Linked DNA regions of Hordeum vulgare: region 1 is linked to region 2. Evidence: chromatin contacts called from public Hi-C data. All regions are on one chromosome and are shown on one strand. Each heading gives the region's core, a stretch centred on a gene start, on an enhancer-like site or on the middle of the called end of the contact. The rest is flanking DNA. Distances are from core to core; before and after follow the strand shown.

Region 1 (4,977 bases), core at 1,348-3,847, 240 kb after region 2:
AAGTAGCATTCACTTATCATGGCACTGCATATGGATATGTCTCTCTTTGAAGCTAAGGCGTACCTTGGAAAGATATTACTATTAGTGTCGTAGTTGGTTTTCTGCTTGTTTTTTCACTAACTCGAAGGTAACTAATAGTTTGATCTTTAAATTTATAGACAATCAGGTGATAAGTAATTGACGATACAAGGCATTTGAACGGACTTGAAGCATTGACCCTTCATTGGACTTACCTCAGGCTGGAGTGTCAACAGAAAATTATCACCAATCTTGGTAACCGCTCCCTAAATCTTAAGCACAACTATCAGTTTGACATTTGGAGTCGGCCCGACTTTCTTTTTTTTAAATGCGAGTGAAAGAGGATATCTGCCCGTCCCTGCATATCAGAATTCATACCTTAGGTACCCTGAAGCAAAAAACTGGTGCATTGCAAGCTTATTACCAGAATCTATATCCAGTTTTTTGGACCAACCTACATGGACGAGAACGCGACATCTTGGAATGGTCCAGTGACCAATCATCAGATTATTTTCGGATGCACACATTAGAGGAGAGGAAATAGAATGGACAAACAAATAGATGGTGCCACTGGTGCTTGTGAAGCTATGCAGAGAAGACGAGAGAGATGATAGCCCAAAAAATGGGATGTGTCCAGGCCCTGCGGGCCTGCATTAGCCCATCGGTGTTTATTCCTAGGGCTATTATCAAGTTTGTTGAAATCGTTTCTGAAAGTTTCAATGGGGACACAAGACAAAGATGTTACTCTGTAAGGTCTTAGTACTGTCAGTGCTAGCGATGGATGACATGCATTATCTATTTGTGGGCAACAACCTAAACCCCATTATGAGGTGCACCATATCTTTTTCTTGCCTCTGCTATATGTAACTTGTAGGGCCGTTACCCTATTTTTCCTTTTTGTTACAATATTTAGTTTTGTACCATTGATGTGAACTTTGGCTACTGCAGCATGGAACAACTGTACCGCAAGACATTGTACATATTTGGTGGAAGTCGCAATGGGCATTATCTTAGTGACCTTTAGGTTTGTGAAGCTAATGTGATAATGCATCATGTCATATAATTATGCATCCTACTTTAGTGTTAGCTCATACATGGGGCTATATGAGCAAATTCTTGCAAAAAAAATCTATTTGTTTGAGATAGCAATAGTACAAGATGAATACCGACGTTACAATATGTTTTCATTGGTATGATATTTTCATAAAATTACTTTTAAACTTACTAGCTTTTCTGTATGCATTACTTTCCCTTCATGTGGTAAGGGCTGGATAAATGGAGTCAAATAATTAAATTCTGGACAAAGAGAAATGCAATGTTTGTTCCCTTAAAATAGGTTATGTGTCTGCCTACCTAAAATTGCAATGTTTGTTCCCTGGACTAAGAGAAATGCAATGTTTGTTCCATGGACATTGAAATTCAACAGAACTTCATCTTTTTATTATTATGTGCCTGGCTACCTAAAAAAAGATTCAACCAAATGGTTACAATTGCAACACTTTACATCACTTAATAGGTACCACTTGATTTTAAAATTATGTGTCTTGACTACCTAAAAAAAGTAATGGTGGTCTAGCTTTTGAGGTTTTGAGGCAACCTAACAAACATTACCATTATTTCGACAAAGTAAAAGTTACTTCTTTATTGAAATATATTTTATCGTGGTTGTAGGATTTTTCACTTATTCTGTTTCTGTCATCTCTACATTTGGTGTTTTGATGTGTCTCAGATTTTGTGTCTCATCATCAAAAGATACGTACACTAAGCATTGGAGTTTGAATGGGACACATTTGACGTGAGAGGAAGATATGTCTCTCATGCAACGAGGGGTGGGTTGTCGGTGCGGTAGCTCAAGATACTGTACAAGTTATAACATACTCCCTTTGTTCACATATATAAGATATTTTAAATATTTCAATGCGGCCTACATAAGGATTGAAATGAGTAGATTTGGTCTATCAAGTTATGACATCTTATATTTGTGAATAGAGAGAGTAGATTTCATCTATCAAGTTTGACCAAATTATGGATCTTAATGTTTGCTTGGCTTTCACCACTTATTAATGGCTTTGTTCGCAGGTTTTTAATGTTATTTAGTACAATAGATACCTTATTTTTACTCTTTTTTGTCATGGTACGTTATGTGGCTTGGGATGGGTAGTAGAAAGACCCTAACCTGTCTCACTAGATGAGGGCAAAAGAAGAAAATGTTCCATGGAGAGGAAGAGTGGGTGGTGCTTGGTTGTTGTGGAAAGATAAAACCGGAAAATAATATCAATATTTGACATGACACATTTATAAACCAGAGGCATGCATTGCTTGGCATCTGTGTTTATTTTTTTATCATTTCATTAATATCTAGCATCTTTATATTGTCCCATGACAACGCATGGATATTCAACTAGTTTTTAAAATAAAAATGAGAATGGACGTGACCGAATCGAGGGGACTAGGGCAAAGCAGCCGCTCGGTGTGGGCGGCTGACCCTGACCTCACCTCACCTCACCCTCCCGAAGCGTTTTTCCTCGCTCGCTCGCTCATCCCCTCAAAAAGGCCCAAACACTGTCGCGCACAGCTGCGCTCTCGTCTCGCCCTCCCTCCCTCCCTCTCTCTTGCGGCGCCCGCAGGCCGCAGGCAATTCGGCGGCGGCGTTCCGAGAGCGGCCGGCACCGGCCGATCTGCAGGTGCGTCTCCTCCTCCTCCAACATCCCCACCCCTATCCCTGCAAGCTGACCCGAGCGCCACCGCCGACGCCTCGTCAATCACCCGGCCAAACCCCGCGCGCGTCGCTCTTCCCTTTCCGCCTCATTTCCCGCCCCGCCGTCTCCGCCCCGTTCCTCAATCCTAGACATCGGTTGCGGAGGCATGAACATTTCGGCCATTTCATCCAGTGATGATTTAACCATCACAAATTCTGGCGCGCTGCGCACCGTCCAGATCCGCCCCTGCAAGTAGTTCGTTGCCGAGGAACCCTAGCTTGCTCGAGCAATGGGGCCGTGTTTTTCGCCTTTCGTTTACCGTGAGGAATCCGTATTAGTTTCTTTTTTTGACCAGCAGCTTCTAATCCCGCGCATATGGAATCCATTCCGCTCTGGCCGCTGTCCTGTTCCGTGAGAAAAATGGAAAGACGATGCCGCCGCTAATTCCACCATGTTCCTGGTCATTTTAGGGTTTTTTCAGCAATTTCTAAATCTCGCGTAATTGTGGGTTCAATTAGGTCCGCCCCGCTTACGGTTCTTGCTTGGTCTGTGACCGCGCGCTAGGTTGATGGATTTTATATCGGTGGGTGGGTTTTGTGAACGCCAAAAGAAATGGCTTTTGGCGCGTTTGCCCCCCTGCCCTAGGTTGGCAGAGTCAATTTTAGGGATTCAACGTCCTCTCATCTCACTTTAGATCTCGCTTATGAATTCCATCCTGTTCTGGGCTTCTGTCTGCTGCCCTGTTACTTGAGGTAAGAAGATATTATGTCTGATTCTGGCGCTAGTTCTGCCGTGTTCCTGGCCCTAGTATTTCAGTGCCAGCAGTGCAATCGAGTTGAAGTTGTTGGAGGACACAAGTTGAGATGAAATTAGACATAAAACTGCACAATATCTTGTTCATGGCGCAATTACTCGCCTAGCATGATAAAAATGATGTACTTTGAATCAAATGTTTCAGGCTTCTTCCTTCTTCCATCTGTTGCTCATTTCCCCCCTGCTGTCTCCACTCTGTCCGCAATCTTAGACCAGATTTTGGAGGTATGACAAATTAGTCATCTCATCCAGTAATAATTTTAATCGCAAACTAACCTGCACAAATTCTGGGTGTGCACCATCCAGATCCCCCCCTCTAGTTTGTTGGTGAGGAACCTAGCTTGCTTGAACAATCTGGCCATCCTTTTTGCCTTTTATTTAGCGTGAGCAATCCAGATTAGTTTTTTTTGAGCAACTTCTAATCTCGCATATTAATTCCATTCCATTCTGGCCGCTGTCCTGTTCTGTGAGAAAAATGGGAAGAAGATGCTTTGTCCACCCTGGTGCTAATCGTACCCTGTTCCTGGTCATTTTGTCCGCCCTGATGGGTCCCAGTTTTACAATGACTAAACTGGATGATAGCTCCTCCCTCTGTCCCATAATGAGCTATTATATTATGGGACGGAGGGAGTAGAATTTAGTTCAAAAATTTGTTACAAATATGTTCCTGTTTATACAATCCCATACCACCGACGTGTCCCCTAGACTGACGCCATTCCTTGAAATTTTTATCACTTGCTTCCTATAACATACTGTGTATTCTGTAATTCATTAGTTTGATTCTCTGGATCGTGATTGGTACACGGCTTGCTGGATGTTCATATTAAGTGTTTACATGCTGGGAAGAGTTTCTTTCTTTTGTCTCGAGAAATGATCGGATCTGTTTGGACCCAAACATTTTGGTCAAGACCATCATAAAAGGACATCTTCATTACATTAAATGACTTGCTGTACCCCAAGCTTATTGTAAACCATGCAACCCAAGTATCCAATTTTTTTATTGTACTATCTAGCTTTTAAAAGGAAAAAGTAACTAATATGTTCTGACCGATTCTAATATTTCCTGGCAGCGCCTTGTGTTGAAGACTTCGAGACCTTCCTGCTATATTTGCATTAGTCTTGGTTCACATTGAAGGATTCCTTGACATTTTGAGGTAAAATGAGTGGTGCTCCAAAAAGATTGCATGAGGAGGGTAGCCACTCTACACCTGCGAAACGGCCTTTGGACGAGAGCAGCGTGTATCCGAGCCCTTCTGGGAAACTCATTCAACCAGGCAGTAGTGATTTCCATGGTTCTTTTGAACATGATGTAAGATTTGCCAAAATACCGCGTGTTGAGTCGCGTGATGACAAGAGACCATCGCTGACACATCGGATGCCTGTTGCCTCCTCCAACTTTGTAGACCACACAATCCCATCTGACAGCAGATTAGAATCAAAACAAAAC
Region 2 (5,261 bases), core at 2,046-4,545:
GTGCGCCGTCCACGCGGCCACGCGCGCCCGGATGGACGCGTCCGTGTTCGCCGCCACCGCGCGGCCCACGGCCGCCGCCGCCCGCCCGTGCCCGCCGTGCGCCAGCAGCTCCGACACGCGCACGGGCTCCGTGCTGACGGCGTAGAGGCTGTTGCCGAAGTACTCCGCCGGCAGCGCCGGCCGCAGCCGCCCGCGGTTGCTGGCCGCCCCGCGGAACGCCGTCTCGTCGTCCGGGGCCAGCCGCCGGGCGCGGGTGATGCACCGCCAGATCAGCGAGGTCAGAGCCTGGTACCGCGTCAGGGCGGCCGCGCCCGCTGCGTCCCCGGCCGCTAGGAGCTCTTCTCGGGCCTGTTCCTTGAGCGCCGCCATCGACTCCGCCGAGAAGTGCAGCACGCGCCCGCGGAGCGGCACCCGCGCCGGCCTCTCGATGAGCTCCGACAGGTCCTTGCACGGCAGCACGACCGGCGCCGCAGTGCCTCCGTCGGGCGACCAGCGCTCGAACAAGGGCCGGGGCGACGACGTCAGCGAGTGCGGCGCCCCCGGAGGCGCGAGCCTGGCGCGCGAGATCTCGGCCAGCGCCTTGAGGAAGATCCAGAAGGCCGTGCCGTCGGCCAGCGCGTGGTTGCAGACGAAGCCGACGAAGACGCTGCCGTCCGCGAGCTCGGTGACCTGGGCGGCGAAGAGGGGAAGCTCGTGGCCGTCGTAGTTGATCGCGTCGTTGAGCGGGAAAAAGTCCTCGACGACACTCGGAACGTCGGCGTCCGGAGGGACAACGTCTGCCCACGCGACGCCGTCGGCGACGGCGTGGACGACCTCGACGCCCTGGCCGTCGCAGTCAATAGAAACCGAGCACCCGACAACGGCCCCGCTGTGATCGCGGTGGCGGTCGGTGACGAAGCGGCCGGCGACGGGGTGGTAGCCGCCGCCGAGCGCTTGGGCGAGGGCGTCCGCGAGGTGGCTGGTGACGGCGGCGCCGGTGGAGAAGGGCGGCGGGGGAGCGGGGAACAGGAGGCCCTTCTGGATGTAGTTGGCGTTTATCATGGAGACGTCCCACGAGGCGAACGGGATGCGCTCGCGCGGCCGAGCCGGCGGCTTCACCGTGCGCGACGACACCACGCGCACGGGCGACGGCGGCGGCATTGCGCTATCTGCTTGCCGACTGGCTGGCTGGCTATGGAGATGGCCGAGCTCGTTCTCCGACTCTGTGATCGATCCAGGAGGGGCTGCACTGGATTTTATAGGCTCAGAACTGAATGCGCCGCGCGTGCGCTGCCTATGACTCTGTCTGAAGGGAATGTTGAAGGAAATTGCTCAAAACTGGTCTCACTCAGGAACGGCGTCACAGCTTACGTCAGGACGTGAGAGTTAACAAATACAGTACGGAGTATGCTGCTGCACTTGATCAAGTCAACGAAGCAGTGTGGCGCAGACCAGTGCAGCTTTGCATCTACTCCAGTAGCTGTTTGAACTTGACAATCTTCTATGGTGGCCAATATTATATCCCCATCCCAACGGTGGTATTAGAGCTGCTCCGATATCATTCTCTGAGTATTGTGAATACGTTCTTGCAGTCCCTGGTAACGTGATCGATTCTCCTCTCTTTGTATCTATACTGGGACGTACAGTAGATTTTTAGACCGGGCGGCAAACCAGAAATCTGTTAGATCCAAATTAAAGCAATGTTGAGGGGATAATTTCTGTAAATCATCCAATACCACACCCGCAATATGCACTACACTGAGCCCAGTTCTTAAAATATCTTACCCTACTAGTAGATGTTTGCAGGCGGGTAGATGATTAGTGGCAGACCTAGACAATATAACATCAATAAAACCATTCAAATATTTATAAAAGGTACACTCCAAATAGTATAATTTAGTATAATCATCATTACAAATCTGATAAATAATCCTAAGATAGCATTAAGCGAGTGGGAGGTTAGCTGGTTAAGGTGCGTGAGGTTGGTGTTTTTTTTTGAGAAGGAAGGCGCTGGTAAGCAGTTCACAAGCCTCAGACACACCAAGCTAAAAAGGATAGACACGGAGAAGCATAGCTCGGAGATGAAGAGGTCCTCAGCGCGAGCAGAACAACAAGGAAGGAGAATGTCAGCTCTGGATCAACACGTTCAATGACAAGGTAGAGCACGCCGTCGTCTAAACACTGAAAGCCCCGACACGACACATCCGCCCAGCTCCAATGTCAAAGAAGGCCCTTGCCTCCTCGTTTGGCTTGAAAGTCGTCGCACCGTTGACAAGAGAAGAAGTTCTCCATAGAACATGGGAGGTAGTCACCGGCAGGCTGCAGCTGGAAAGAAACGTAGCACACCCAACAAGCAACGTACATATCACCAAGAGCAGAGCATCGCCAAATCCCACGGCCCGGTCACGGAAAAGGAAGAGATGCCGAAACGGACAAAGACGAGCAACAGCTAGATCTCTCGGAGGACGAAGAGTACCAAAGTGCAGTCACCGAAAGAGGGGCTAATGCACTCGCGCGACGCTGAGAAGGGTCTCCATAGGAGGGGAACCCGATCCCCTCGTGCGTGGAGAATCCACAGTCCTTGCAGGACACCTCACAGCAGCCCGCAGAGCTCTTAAAAAGTGAGGGGTCACTTAGGAAGTCGCCATCATCGTGGGAGATAAGCTACCGCCGCCGCTGCACACAAAGCACATTGCCGAGCATCCCCATGCCCACCAAGCTCCCAAAAATGGCGCTTCAGGAAGGACGCGACGTCGAAGGCGCCGCCGCCGTCCAAACTGTGTTGAAGATTTTTCCGGGGAGGCAAGGAGGGAGGGTAGAGGAACAGACCAGAACGACGCCTCCAAGGAGGGGAGCGGCGCCCTCGGGCGTCACCACCGCCGTGACCGACGAGGTCAGCTGGGATTTCTCGCGGTCTTCACTTCCCCACTACCCACATCCCAACGACGCGAGAACCGGCGCCCCACGACAGAGCAGACCGGATCCGACCGGGGCAGGGCTCGCCCGACAACATAGGAGGCAGGGACAGTCAGATCTGGTGCCACCAACAACGAAGGCTACCGGTGCACCAAGGCTCACGTCCTTCGGTTCGCTTGCCGTCCACATGGCCGAGGTCGTCGGCTGATGCCCGCGCCATCGCCTACCTAGGGCCGATCACGCCACTCTGAACAGGGCCGCCGTCCCGGAGCACGCAGCCCCCTGCAGAAGAGGCAGAGCAACGAAGGCCCCGCCGCCACCTTCATCGACAGCGCTGAAAAGGATCAAGATGGACCTAGAGGGGGGGGGGGGGTGAATAGGTACAAATCCAAATTTTAATAATTACTTAGCAATTTTAGGCAAAAGTGCGGAATATTAGTGTAAGCCTAATAATTGCTATGACATGGAGTAAGCTATTTAGAGTGAAGTAAGACAAGCGGTAAACAATAATCAAATACAAGTACGTAATAAGGATTAACACAAGTAGAGAGTTAGGGTTAGGAATAACCGAAACTCCAAGAGAGACAAGGATGTATCCCGATGTTCACTTCCTTGGAGGGAAGCTACGTCACCGTTAGAGGGGCGGATGTTACCACGAAGGCACACCAATGCCACGAAGGCTCACCCTATTCTCCCTTTGAGATAACTCCACGAAGGCGTTTCTCAACCACTAGTGGTAAGCCTTGAGGTGGCTTCCAAACCTTCACAAACTTTCCGGGGGATATCACAATGGATTGATTCCTCTCCGAAGACTCCTACCGCCTAGGAGTCTCCAACCTCCAAGAGTAACAAGATCACAGGGATTGCTCAAAACTTGCTCAAATCACAAATCACTTTGGTGGGAAGGAGGAGAGGGAGACGATCTATCTTTTGATTGGAACAACACTCAAAGGAACTCACAAATTCTCTTGGGATCTAGGATTTGGTGTAGACAAGAGTGAGTGAGAGGAAAGGTGTTCTTGGGTGTATTCTAGCTGTGTTGAACACCCTTTCCCGAGGTGGGAGAAGAGTATATATAGTGGGGAGTGAAATCCAGCCGTTGGGGGCACTTTAAGTCACACAGGGTCCGGACGTCCGACAGTTGCCGGACGTCCGGGCGTCCGCGAGGGGTCGGACGTCCGACAGGGGTCGGTCGTCCGAGGCCTATAGATATGACTGAAAATATTGTGTATTGAACAGTGACCGGACGTCCGGAGAGGATCGGAATTCCGGGTTATTCGACTCAACTGCTACTGGTGGGTGGTTCCGGATTTCCGAAGAGGAACGGACGTCCGGCCCTCGGACGTCCGGAGGGAGCCGGAAATCCGAGTTATAGAACTCAACTTCTTCTGGTGGTAGGTTTCGGATTTCCGAAGGGTTCGGACGTCCGGCCCTCGGACGTCCGGAGGGAGCCGGAAATCCGAGTTATAGAACTCAACTTCTACTGGTGCAGGGCTCCGGATTTCCGGGGCTGGTCGGACTTCCGGCTCTCGGATGTCCGGAGGGAGCCGGATTTCCGAGTTATATGTCTCACAAACTTCTGGTGAAGGGCTGCGGATTTCCGAAGCCAGCCGGACGTCCGGAGGGAGCCGGATGTCCGAGGCAATAGACCTGTATTGATATAAGAACAGAGTGGAGAATATGTGGGATTGGGTATGACAGTAAAGATGTGGTATGGGCAAGTTCATCACAAAAACCTGTGATCTCCTCTTAATAGTGCGGGATCCCTATACTCAATATCAGTAAACTCAAAGGACTAGTCTACATCATCTTTTCTTAATCCCGAGCCTTCTCGAAATATAAATCCTCAATCTTCTCAGACAACCTTTGGCACATAATTCTCAATCTACTAAAGTACTTGCCATCCTGAGATACCCTCAACAAATAGGATTAGTTTCCTATGTATGTGTTGTCATTAACACCAAAAGACGATTAGGGGCATAGCATGCACTTTCAGTCTCCCCCTTTTTGGTAGTTGATGACAACATATACATAGGTCTCAAAAGGATTTAACATACATTATAGTCTAGGATATATTTAGTACGGAGCTCCCCCTTAGTATATGCATGATAACAAAAATCGAAGCTCCAATGGATCAACATGTAAAGATAATAGATCATCATAGAAGTAGTGGAGCAAAACATAATAGTCTATGATGATATCATAGCAATCCATAACAAATCACAATCATTCATAAGTAGCCATACATGAGTTTATCCATTACATTAAATCTCCAAAGACTAAAGACTACGATACATTACTCCCCCTTTGGCACCAAGTACCAAAAAGGAAGACATCAACAGCATCAAACACGCTCAGAGCTCATC

What was found. Hi-C and Micro-C count contacts between places; a contact is called where the count stands out from the background.
Region 1: a contact with region 2 is called in a Hi-C map of seedling, with 3 times the contacts expected there. The contact joins the promoter of LOC123443032 here to the promoter of LOC123443029 in region 2. A contact is called at or near these places in 2 of 6 Hi-C or Micro-C datasets (leaf and seedling).

Annotation. Positions count from the first base shown.
Region 1 is chr3H:75,157,645-75,162,621 of MorexV3_pseudomolecules_assembly, forward strand. LOC123443032 (cylicin-1) reads left to right here and starts at 2,598. Exons shown (of 12, transcript XM_045119256.1): 1 at 2,598-2,702; 2 at 4,601-4,977. The coding sequence starts at 4,690.
Region 2 is chr3H:74,914,384-74,919,644 of MorexV3_pseudomolecules_assembly, forward strand. LOC123443029 reads right to left here and starts at 3,296. Exons shown (of 1, transcript XM_045119251.1): 1 at 1-3,296. The coding sequence starts at 1,140. The region is part of intron 2 of LOC123443030; the gene reads left to right.